Regions from separate parts of the Hordeum vulgare genome. Here region 1 is linked to region 2. Evidence: chromatin contacts called from public Hi-C data. All regions are on one chromosome and are shown on one strand. The core of a region is the stretch at or near the end of the contact, and the rest is flanking DNA. Distances in the headings are between cores, read along the strand shown. Region 1 holds the start of LOC123449482 (ABC transporter G family member 22-like). Region 2 holds the start of LOC123446986 (mavicyanin-like).

Region 1 (5,895 bases), core at 638-3,137, 400 kb before region 2:
ACATTCTTTTAATATAGTTGTATCACCTTGATAACAATGAAATGTCATTTATCAAAGAAAAAATAACAGTTTTGAGTTTAACACAGTTATAGAGTTGATAGTTGAAATTCACACGAACAATTGAGTTTCGTGTATGATTATTTTGGAGAGCACAAAGGCGCGTACGTACATCTACCTACTTCCAACATAACTTTGTGTGTGCTCCTCCTCTCCATGACCAATAGTCCAATACCTTCGTTGTGAAGATGAAATCCAAGGCCTCAGTCTAGCCGCTGCTAGGATGCGACAGTGCATTGGTAATCCAAAGTCTCGTCAGTACGTAACAGGAATGCGAATGAGCGATCGAGGAAACTTTTTTTTAATACTTAAGATTTTACGAAGTCATCATAAATGCTTCGTCATCGACAAAAACGTCTTCTCTTACTGAAAAATAGGGCTCCTTTGATACAAAGGAATTTCATTGGATTTTTAAAGGATTTGGATCTTTAGGATTTTTTCCTACGATGGTCGTTTGATTCGTAGGATTGAAATCCTTTGGAATTTTTTCATAAGATTCGTTTGTACTACATTTTGGAGGAAAATTTCCATCCACTCAAACCTCTTTGTAGAATTCTTTTGTTTTTCCTGTGCTATCAAACACACTTTCAAATCCTGTAGTGTAGAAAAGGACATGTCACTTTATTCCTACGTTTTTCATATTCCTGTATTTTGAAAATCCTACGAATCAAAGAGGCCCTTATCGTTGAAAAATTTAAAATAAATTTAAAAATAATACAAACACCAGGACTTGAATCCTGATAAGCTGGTGATACCACTTTCCCTTCGCCGTCCAACCAGGTTTGCCGACCGAGGAAACTCAGCCCCGATCGATGGAAACACGGTCGGTCCACCATTGTATGTACGAGTAGCCCACGTGATCGATGGCCGATTAATTGCGCTGTACGTGTGATGATTATGGGAAGCAGAAAACCAGGGGCATTCGTACTGTACGTGAGTGTGATGATGAAGTACTTGGACTCCGACTGGGGTCAGCCGTGCAACCGTTGGCTGTTCCATGCAAAAAAGAAATGCTTGATTTGTCGAGCCGTGCGTGAGGTCACCGGGCACGTCACGCGTGCGTGCGTGCATGCATGCGTCCACGTCGTTAACAAACAAATTACCTCCAAACGAGCCGATCCATCCATGAAAAAGCAGCAGGCACACGCGCACGAGCACGGGCACGATGATCGGCGCCGATCGATTAAATCCTAAATTTGATATTGATGCTTGTATTTTTCTGGATTTATTTCAAGTCTTTCAGTATTGTACGATTTCAGTGTGAGGAGACATTTCTGTCGAATACGAAGATGTATGTGACGACTTTGTTAATCTTAGAATGATGTGTCGACCCAGTTTCTCGATGACGATGATGTACTCTCCTCAAAAGAAAATTACCTCCAAACGAGCCGATCCATCCATGAAAAAGCAGCAGGCAGGCACGCGCACGAGCACGGGCACGAGGATAGGCTCCGATAGATTACTAGCCAGACGGATTGGCTTGGGCGCTGGCGGCGAAGGCGACGGGCCCGTCGCATCGCGCGGCGCCGCTGGTACGCGCGGCGCCTCCAGCCGGGCCGCCGGGTGCCCTGGGAGATACGGCGTCGTGAGGGGGGACATGTGCGGAGGGTGGCAGCCCGGGCGCGCCCAGCCACACCCCCACTTTCCAGCGCCATCAATGCGCGGCCGCTGCGCTGGCGCGCCTCCGCCCCTCCGTTGCCTCCGCCCGCTCCCGCACGTCGCCCTCCCCGCCACCGTCCACGTCGTCCCGCCCACCATGCAGCTCACCTCAGCTGCTCGTCCATTCCTCCCCGCCTCCCCGGCCGTATGTATATATCGCCTCCCACGGCTCGTGTAAAAGCTACAGTTGCACCTACCTGTCTGTCTCTCAAGCGTAAAAGCTAGCTCCTACAGCTAGCTAGCCGTAGTACGAGCTGGCGGTGGAGGTAGGCCGGGCGAAGGACTCGATCATGGAGCGGCCGACGGCGGACGGCAACGGCGGCGCGATCGGGCGGAGCAAGTCGGACCAGCTGCCGCCGGCGCCGGCGTCGGCGTCCACGGCGCAGTCGCTCAGCCGGACGGCGTCGGCGGAGACGGTCCTCAGCAGCACCGCCGACGCGGCCAGCCTGTCGCGCAAGTCCAGCTTCGGGAAGCGGTCCGCGTCGGGCGGCAGCGGCGCCGGCGGGAACAGCCACGGCCGCAGCCACATCCGCAAGTCCCGGAGCGCGCAGCTGAAGCTGGACATGGAGGACCTCGTCAGCAGCGGCGCCGCGCTCAGCCGCGCCTCCAGCGCCAGCCTCGGCTTCTCCTTCACCTTCACCGGCTTCACCCCGCCGCCCCAGGACATGATGTCCTCCGCCGAGCTCGCGCCCTTCAGCGACGACGACGTCGACCTCGAGGCCGCCGACACCACGCGCCGCAAGAGCCTCATGGCAGAGCCCACCCTGCCCATATACCTCAAGGTACGTACGTGCTCTACTCCACTTCCTAGTTACTACGTACTACCAAAGCAGAGAAAAAAGCAACTGTCTCCTAAACTAAACCGAGTGCGCCGGCCGGGGCGGCCATTGCCATGCATCCATGCATGCAGTTTTCGGAGGTGAAGTACAGGGTGGCGGTGAAGGGGACGCCGAGGGAGATACTGAGCGGGATATCGGGGTCGGCGAGCCCCGGCGAGGTGCTGGCGATGATGGGGCCCTCCGGCAGCGGCAAGACCACGCTGCTCAGCATGCTCGGCGGCCGGGCCACCGCCGCCGACGGCTGCATCTCCTACAACGACGAGCCGTTCGGCAAGTCCCTCAAGCGCAGGTAACTTCACATACCAGCCAGCTCCATACCCAGTTAGTTATTGTTAACCCTAGCAAAGGTAGCCGCTAGCCATAGCTAGAGTAGGGCAAGCATGCTTAGTTTACCGCTCATTAATTAGGCCCTGCAACGGATAATCCCTCAATAATCAAATCGTGTCGCGTGGCCTAACACGATGGATGCATGGGAGGTGCATGCACGAGGTACGTACGTGTAGCCCATGCCACAGGTACGTCACGTACGTACGTGTAGCCCATGCATGGCCGTCGCCTGTCAGAAGTGTCCATCGGCTAATAAAGGAGGGCTTAATTAGCTAGGCACGACTCACGGTTATCCTGCTAATCTGTCCTCGTCGATCTCGTGGCTCTTGTTTCTGCCCTTGCTTGCCGGCAAGATAAAAGGTGGCCTCCAGCGCCAGCTGCCTCGTCTAATTAAGTGAAGGCTCCTTTTTTTTCTTTTGTGATAGAGGCTGGAAGTAGCTTGACTTGTCAGTCTATCATTGCAATGTTTTTCCAAGTAGTTAGATTGTCACTCGCTACGTGATGTCTTTGTCTTGTGCCTGTGCCTGTCTGTCTGACTAGAGTGAGAGTCTTCTTCTTTTTCTTGAAAATGAGTGACGTGTTTTTCTTTTTTTTCTCGCTAGCTTATTTTTGGTGCACCTTTTTGTTTATTTGGGAAAATAGTGAGCATCTTTTTTTAGAACACGGTAAATAGTGAGTGGCGATCTCGTTTTTGTTTCTCAATAAGTTTTTTCTTTTAGTTTTTTTTTGGAATAAGTGGCGAGCTGTGGCTGGGGCTTGGCAAGTAAGGGTCTGGGCCCCTGTGGCTGGGCCTTCTTTGGGCCAGGTGACGTGCGAGCGAGAGTGCAACAGCAACACCAACGCCGTCTTTGCCTAAAAAAAAAAAACAACGGCGTCTGGCCTGTTCTGAGAGCCGGCGAGTCTTCTCAAACTCCGGCGACTCTAGGCTTCTCTCCGGCATCACGACACTCGCCGTCGCCTTCCCCTAGAGTCCCGATCCTTCGTCTCCTCGTGTTCCCTTCACTGGCGTGTCATGACCACCACTAGCCGGGTCCTCTCTCATCCACCCATCACCACAAATGTCAAGACGACCGACGAGGATCTCTTGGGCGTCCCCTCGTCATGGTTTAACCGGTGGCTTCATTTGATCGCAGAAGTGAGTTAGAGCTAGTAACTGCTTCTTGGCCAAGCAGCGCGGCAAACCCACCTGCATGTAACCTGTTCGGCAGAATTCCTAACCCAGTTCAGCTCTGCATAGTCCTCCTGGTTTCTGGTTGTCCACCGAAACCAATTGTAGTCAGGTGCATGGACTGTTTGTTGGAGGATTAGGATTAGGATTAGTGAGGCTGGAAGTAGGCTTGGATGTCTCTCGAGTTGTGATGCCATTGCTATTCTGACATATAATAACTGGATTTTTACTTGGATTGCAGGATTGGATTTGTGACTCAAGATGATGTTCTCTTTACCCATCTTACTGTTAAGGAGACACTAACATACGCAGCATTACTTCGTCTCCCAAGAACAATGACAAGGGAGCAAAAGAAAGAACGGGCAATGGACATCATATATGAACTAGGCCTCGAGAGGTATATACTTTCGCTGGTTTATATGCATATCGCTCTTCTCTTCTCACAAGGTAGCTTGGTTAATCGTGTGAGCGTGTTTGAAGGTGCCAGGACACTATGATTGGAGGATCTTTTGTGCGTGGGGTTTCAGGGGGTGAAAGGAAAAGAGTTTGCATAGGAAATGAGATTATAATCAATCCATCTTTGCTTTTCCTTGACGAGCCGACATCTGGTTTGGATTCAACTACAGCACTTAGGATAGTTCAACTTCTACATGATATTGCTGAGGTAACATGAAAGTAGTTACACATTAGCTGTCCCAGCAGTTGGGTTGAACTTTAATTATGTTTACTCGATGCAGACTGGGAAGACAGTGGTCACCACGATCCATCAACCATCCAGCAGGCTGTTTCACAAGTTTGACAAGCTTATCCTCCTGGGCAGAGGAAGTTTGCTCTACTTTGGGAAGACAGCTGAAGCCATGCCCTACTTTTCATCCATTGGATGCAATCCGCTCATAGCAATGAACCCAGCAGAGTTTCTACTGGATCTTGCTAATGGCAACACTAATGATGTTTCTGTTCCTTCCGAATTAGATGACAAACTGCACATGGAAAATCAGAATCTGCAGGATACTAATTCCAAGATTAACTTAAGGCCATCAGCACAAGATGTTCATGAGGTGAAGACATTAAAGCAATGCGCTTGTGTTTTGAGTAGACAAATTGTTTTAGTCCTGTACGAATAATTTGTATGTGATTTCATGCAGTACCTTGTTGACGCTTATGAGCATCGAGTGGCATATAAGGAGAAGAAGAAACTTCTAGCACCACTACCGATCAGTGATGATATGAAGGCAACAATAACATCTTCGAAACGAGAGTGGGGCACAAACTGGTGCCAGCAATATTCCATCCTCTTCTGTAGGGGTCTCAAGGAAAGACGGCATGATTATTTGAGCTGGATGAGAATCACCCAGGTCATAGCTACATCAATTATCTTAGGTTTGCTCTGGTGGCGCTCTGATCCCACCACACCAAAAGGTCTACAAGATCAGGTATATGCACACAAATAATTACTTGATACATGTAATTTATAATTAAATTGGTCAATTTAATACTTCTACAAGTAATTAAGGATATGTACCATCATAAGACACTGCCGTCTTGTCTATGCAGGCAGGCTTACTGTTTTTCATAGCTGTGTTTTGGGGTTTCTTTCCTGTGTTTACTGCCATCTTCACATTCCCTCAAGAGAGGGCAATGTTGAACAAGGAGCGTGCAGTTGACATGTACAAGCTCAGTGCATACTTCCTGGCCAGAACGACAAGTGATCTGCCACTAGACCTTTTCCTCCCAGTCATATTTATGGTGATTGTCTACTTCATGGCAGGCCTCAAAGCAAGTGCCATGCATTTCTTTCTTAGCATGTTGACCGTCTTTCTCAGCATCATTGCTGCTCAGGTATGG
Region 2 (5,816 bases), core at 2,198-4,697:
TGCAATCTGCTCTGCCTCTTCCTTCTTAGGGAGGCCGAGTTTAGCCAATGCAGATTCGTGGTCTACAGGTTGGGAAGGAGTTAATAGCGCTCATCATGTCCATCTTGATGATCGTCCAACATGATTTGGAGAATGCACATGTGAACCCGTCTGACCCTGGAGCATTATCCCTGGGCAATTGTGTTATGGCCACCAACACTTCCCGCTTCTGTAATATTACCTTTCAAGATAGAAAGATCACAATCGTCAAAGTAAAGGGCATCCCAGTAGAAATCACGTACTTGTTGTGGGTCCTTGTGCAGTATTTCCTTAAAATGAGCTTGAACCACTTTTTTCTTTTCGTCATGTGAGGTGATCCAGCCCTGTCCCGATTTCAGCCCATGGATGAAAAAAATTCTTCCTTCTTGCATTGACTCTAAGATGAATTTTTGTTGTGTTGGCGTCTCCCTCTTTCAGATTTTTCATCCTCGAGCTTTGTTTTTTTCCTTGCCCTCACTAACGCGGCAAGGCTTATAACTCTTCGCTTAAGATTTGCCTCTTCGAGGGAAAAGATTCCTATGTTCTTGAGCACGGCAGCATACATCTGCAGCTGCAGCGAGGTTACCGCTACCGTGGCTTCGACCAGCACTGGCGCTACCATCGAGGTCTCAGGTCTCCTCTGTGCTCGCCACCGCACCGGGCGTATCCCTCTTGTTCGTCCACATCACCGTGGCATAGCGACAGGCACAAGGTGTTGGCCGACCTCTCGTGGCTCATCGGCTACCTTGCCATGGGACGTCGACGCTGATGTTCTCGATCTACATGTGTGATTGTTTCATGGAACAGCTAGCTAGTACTGAAGATTGTGGAGATGAGGGAGGGACAGTCCGCTGAATTCCTGGCAACTTGCTCTGCATTTTTGCTAGATCGATTGATTGATTGATGTTCTAGTCCCTGTAATCAACCTCGCTTGAGTAGGTATTGCATGATACTGCTACACTTTGTTCATTTTCACTGCACGCATAATTGCATATAGTACTTTTGCTGATATTTACATATAAGTAGTTAGAGTAATGGACTGTATTTTTTGTCATACTCCCTCCGTTCCTAAATACAAGTCTTTTAAGAAATTTCACTAGCCGTCTACATACAAAGCAAAATGAATGAATATACATACTAAAGTATGTCTATATACATCCGTATGTAGTTTATCAGTGAAATCTCTAGAAAGACTTATATTTAGGAACGGAGGGAGTACATGTTTCAAGGTTGCGTGAAAATATAATCTAATTCAAGTGTGCAATTTATCTTTCTCGACTCAGATTTACACTGTTTGAATTTGTTTTGCTGCTTAAATCTTCTGTAAAAAAATGTCCAAGCGTTATCTTATCGAAGTAGACTGAACAACAAGACTGTCGAAGCTTTGATGTGCCTCCAAGATTAGTATAGATATGATGTTTAATGTGACATTGTTCAGGAAGACCACTACTATTAACTGAGGTATGTGTACACTACGAATTTACTTTCAAGTTTCTTGTCTAGACTCTAGAATATATTTACCAAACTTGAATTTTCTTTCTATGCTTCTAAGCAAGTACATGAAAACTGAAAAAGATAAAGATTGAGTCTATTTGTTCTGCTTGGCTGCACTATTTGAGTCTTTGAGAGCAGTTAATTTAGTTTCACTGCCCAGCAAAGTGTTATTATGATATATTAATTCCTATGAACTGTAGTTTAATTGTGTGAACCATGCCAACTTTTACAGATGTAGACTCAGGTTGAGGCATACATGGTAGGATGGAAGAGTTGCTGAGGTGGTAGATGGAAGCATACATTTCATCTGCGAAGAAAAATGCTTGATTCATGGTGCAAGTTGCTGTTGCTTTGTGGATTTTGCTCTTTCTTGTACTATGAAAGTATGGATTTTATCCTTTAGTTTAATTATTATCTGAGAGAGTGTAAGCTGTAGATAAATATTTAATATGAAGAGAGATTCGGAGTATTTTTCTCTGAGAAAGTCTATATTGTTGCAGTATATGGACATTATTTTTATCTTAGAAAGTCTATTTTTTCTGAAGAGAGTTTTAGAGTATTTTTATCTGAAAAAGTATGAATGTTGCAGTATATAAACAGTATATGGACGCTATAAGTCCCGCATAAAAATTAACTGGGCTATCACTTAATCCCACGTAAAAAGTGATGGCCAATATGGACAAGTCCCACGCACTTACATCCTAACTACATGAGGTCCAAGTGTTAAGGCTGAGGACACAAAGGGGCATGGGTGCTTGCCGTTGACCCTATGAACAAAAGGCAGGAAGCGCTCGCGCAGTTTTCTGCCGGAAGGATGTTCTACTTCCATCCAACTTACCTCCCGTGCACCTTCTCCAAGTTTGTTGGCATGACTAGTATTTCCACAACTAAGTTGATTTAACATGTATTATCTATGCACTAATATTTTCACAAAAAATCTGATCTTATTGCTTCTTCTGTCCATATCTCAAGTGTCAATGTTAAAAGAAGTCCGGGAGGCGGCTTCTCCTCGCTTTCCAACGCGTGCCTATTATTTCATGACGTTGATTGATGTATATATATAACACTAAACGGTGTTGCTATTGCTAGGCATGTAATGGTGCACCTTTATTAACTTAACCTCCAAAACAAATACGAAAATGAAATGCCTAAAGACTAGTAGATTACATACAAACATGAGAGATACAAAGGAGTAGTTCTTACATCTTCGCTCTAAACAAGAATACATGTATATATTCGCCAGTAATAACTAGTCAAACAGTAAGCTCATACTCCTATGTGCGTTCGGCATGCAGCCGAAATATGCATTATAATTTCTAAGCCATGAGACCGGCCGACAGTAGGGCGACGAGGCCAAATCCTGCTGTGGCCCCGACGGAGGATGCGGTAGAGGAGGGTGGTGGCGGGTTGCTCGCGTCGGGACCCGCTGCAGGCATGGGTGACGATGGCGAGGAGGAAGCCGGCACCACTTCGATGACGACCTTCATGCTGGCGGCGCTGGTGGGGCTGCAGTGGTTAGGGACGCCGCAGATGAAGTACCGGGTGCCGGTGGTGTTGAGGGTGATGACGTCATTGCCGGAGGTTAAGGTGTTGATGGCGTTGGCGGCGCTGCAGGAGTCGTAGCCGGCCTTGCTGACCTCGACCACGTCGTGCGTCGGGGTCGAGTACTTGAAGACGATTTCATCATTTGGATGGAACTTCTTGTTGGACACCCATTTGCTGTAGTCGGTGCCGAGGGCCCACGAACTGCCGGGCTCGCCGACGCCGTAGGTCGCCGCCGACGCGGTGCCTAGTAAGAGTGCAGAGATCGCAGCCACGGCAAGGAGGGCGATCTTCATGGCAGCCATTGATTGCGGTTGGAACTGGAAGGAGGAATGCAAAGCAGAGGAGGTAGAAGGCTGATGCTTAGCGGGGGTTGAGTTGCTGCTGTGTTTGTGCTGCCGTGCGCTTTATATATAATCATGCGCCTAGCGAGATGGGTTGGTGGAATGGCATTTGGATATTGGATTTTGGGGTTGAATAGTCATACGCGTTTGAACAAAAGCCACTACTAGCACGTACTTGGTCATACACGGCCGGGCTTGGGTTGGTGGCCTGCTGAGCGCTGACCTTTTCACAGTTTGTTCTGCCTCATGCTGAAGCACCTTTGACTTTCTAGCTCGTGTAGCTGCGCAATGGAATGCCGCTCATACTTTCGTCCACCGGCTGGATCTTCAGTTATTATTTTTCCTTTTTTTTTTCTTTCTTATTTCTCCTGGTCCTCGGACCCTCATCACCTTATGTTTTCCCGCTGCTTTCTGCTAATGCAAATGAAATAGCCAGCACATGCTGGTCCTTTTGAAAAAAACCTGGATCTCCTAGTTCGGGGCGAAGGTTTCGTCCTTGGAAGACAAATGTATTATCTCCTGCGTAGGAAATTTAGGAGGGGGTTTGCAGATAAGGGCATCTTCAACGTCGCCCCAAAAAATTTCTTCTACAACCGTATACAGACGGGAGGGCCAAACCGCGGATATGGATGCAGGATCCGGCTATCTAACGTTGCCCGTATGCTTTCGGCTTCCCAAACTTTTTAAAAATTTGCACGTTCAAATACTCGTATACATAGAGTATACACGTTTAAATAGCCGCATGCAACAATATTTCATATTTTAAAAAGTTTAAATATTACAATCCAACATTGTTGTCCCTTTTAACCCCTCACAGATGTTCAATCAATGATGGGGAACGTCGCATGGGAAACAAAAAATTTCCTACGCGCACGAAGACCTATCATGGTGATGTCCATCTACAAGAGGAGATTTGGATCTACATACCCTTGTAGATCGCACAGCAGGAAGCGTTAAGAAACGCGGTTGATGTAGTGAAACGTCCTCACGTCCCTCGATCCGCCCCGTAAACCGTCCCACGAAACGTCCCGCGATCCGTCCCACGATCCGCTCCCATCTAGTGCCGAACGGACGGCACCTCCGCGTTCAGCACACGTACAGCTCGACGATGATCTCGGCCTTCTTGATCAAGCAAACAAGACGGAGAAGTAGATGAGTTCTCCGGCAGCGTGACGGCGCTCCGGTGGTGGTGAAGGATCTACTCCTGCAGGGCTCCGCCCGAGCTCCGCAGAAATACGATCTAGAGGAAAAACCGTGATGTTTTGTGGTCGGGCTGCCGTGACAAAGTTGTCTCAAATCAGCCCTAGACCTTCACACTATATAGGAGGAGGGGTGGGGAGGCTTGCCTTGGGGTCCAAGACCCGAAGGGTCCGCCGGTCAAGGAGGTGGAGGAGTCCACCTCCAATCCTAGTCCAACTAGGATTGGAAGGTGGAGTCCTTTCCTTCCTTCCCACCTCTTTTTTTTCTTTTTCTTTTCTCTTTGATTTTCTATCTCCTGCGCATAGGGCCCTTTCAGGCTGTCCCACCAGCCCACTAAGGGCTGGTGCGGCATCCCTAAGGCCTATGGGCTTCCCCGGGTGGGCTGCCCCCCCCCCCCCGGTGAACATCCGGAACCCATTCTTCACTCCCGGTACATTCCCGGTAATGCCCGAAAACTTTCCGGTAATCAAATGAGGTCATCCTATATATCAATCTTCGTCTCCGGACCATTCCGGAAACCCTCGTGACGTCGTGACCTCATCCAGGACTCCGAACAACATTCGGTAACCACACATATAACTCAACTATACTAAAACATCGCCGAACCTTAAGTGTGCAGACCCTGCGGGTTCGAGAACTATGCAGACATGCCCCATGGTACTCCTCGGTCAATATCCAATAGCGGGACCTGGATGCCCATATTGGATCCTACATATTCTCTGAATAACTCATCGGTTGAACCTCAGTGTCAAGGATTCAGGCAATCCCGTATGTCATTCCCTTTGTCCTTCGGTATGTTACTTACCCGAGATTCGATCGTCGGTATCCGCATACCTATTTCAATCTCGTTACCGGCAAGTCTCTTTTCTCGCTCCGCAATACAAGATCCCGTGACTTACACTTAGTCACATTGCTTGCAAGGCTTGTGTGTGATGTTGTATTACCGAGTGGGCCCCGAGATACCTTTCCGTCACACGGAGTGACAAATTCCAGTCTTGATCCATACTAACCGAACGGACACCTTTGGAGATACCTGTAGAGCACCTTTATAGTCACCCAGTTACGTTGTGACGTTTTATACACACAAGGCATTCCTCCCGTGTCAGTGAGTTATATGATCTCATGGTCATAGGAACTAATACTTGACACGCAGAAAACTATATCAATAAAATGACACGATCAATATGCTACGTTCATAGTTTGGGTCTTGTCCATCAC

Evidence for each region. Hi-C and Micro-C count contacts between places; a contact is called where the count stands out from the background.
Region 1: a contact with region 2 is called in a Hi-C map of leaf, with 2.6 times the contacts expected there. The contact joins the promoter of LOC123449482 here to the promoter of LOC123446986 in region 2. A contact is called at or near these places in 2 of 6 Hi-C or Micro-C datasets (both in leaf).

The regions. Positions count from the first base shown.
Region 1 is chr4H:555,524,373-555,530,267 of MorexV3_pseudomolecules_assembly, reverse strand. It overlaps LOC123449482 (ABC transporter G family member 22-like), which reads left to right and starts at 1,887. Exons shown (of 9, transcript XM_045126722.1): 1 at 1,887-2,498; 2 at 2,627-2,844; 3 at 4,292-4,447; 4 at 4,531-4,714; 5 at 4,788-5,108; 6 at 5,196-5,483; 7 at 5,605-5,889. The coding sequence starts at 2,007.
Region 2 is chr4H:555,121,410-555,127,225 of MorexV3_pseudomolecules_assembly, reverse strand. It overlaps LOC123446986 (mavicyanin-like), which reads right to left and starts at 3,447. Exons shown (of 1, transcript XM_045123536.1): 1 at 2,599-3,447. The coding sequence starts at 3,359. The coding sequence ends at 2,829.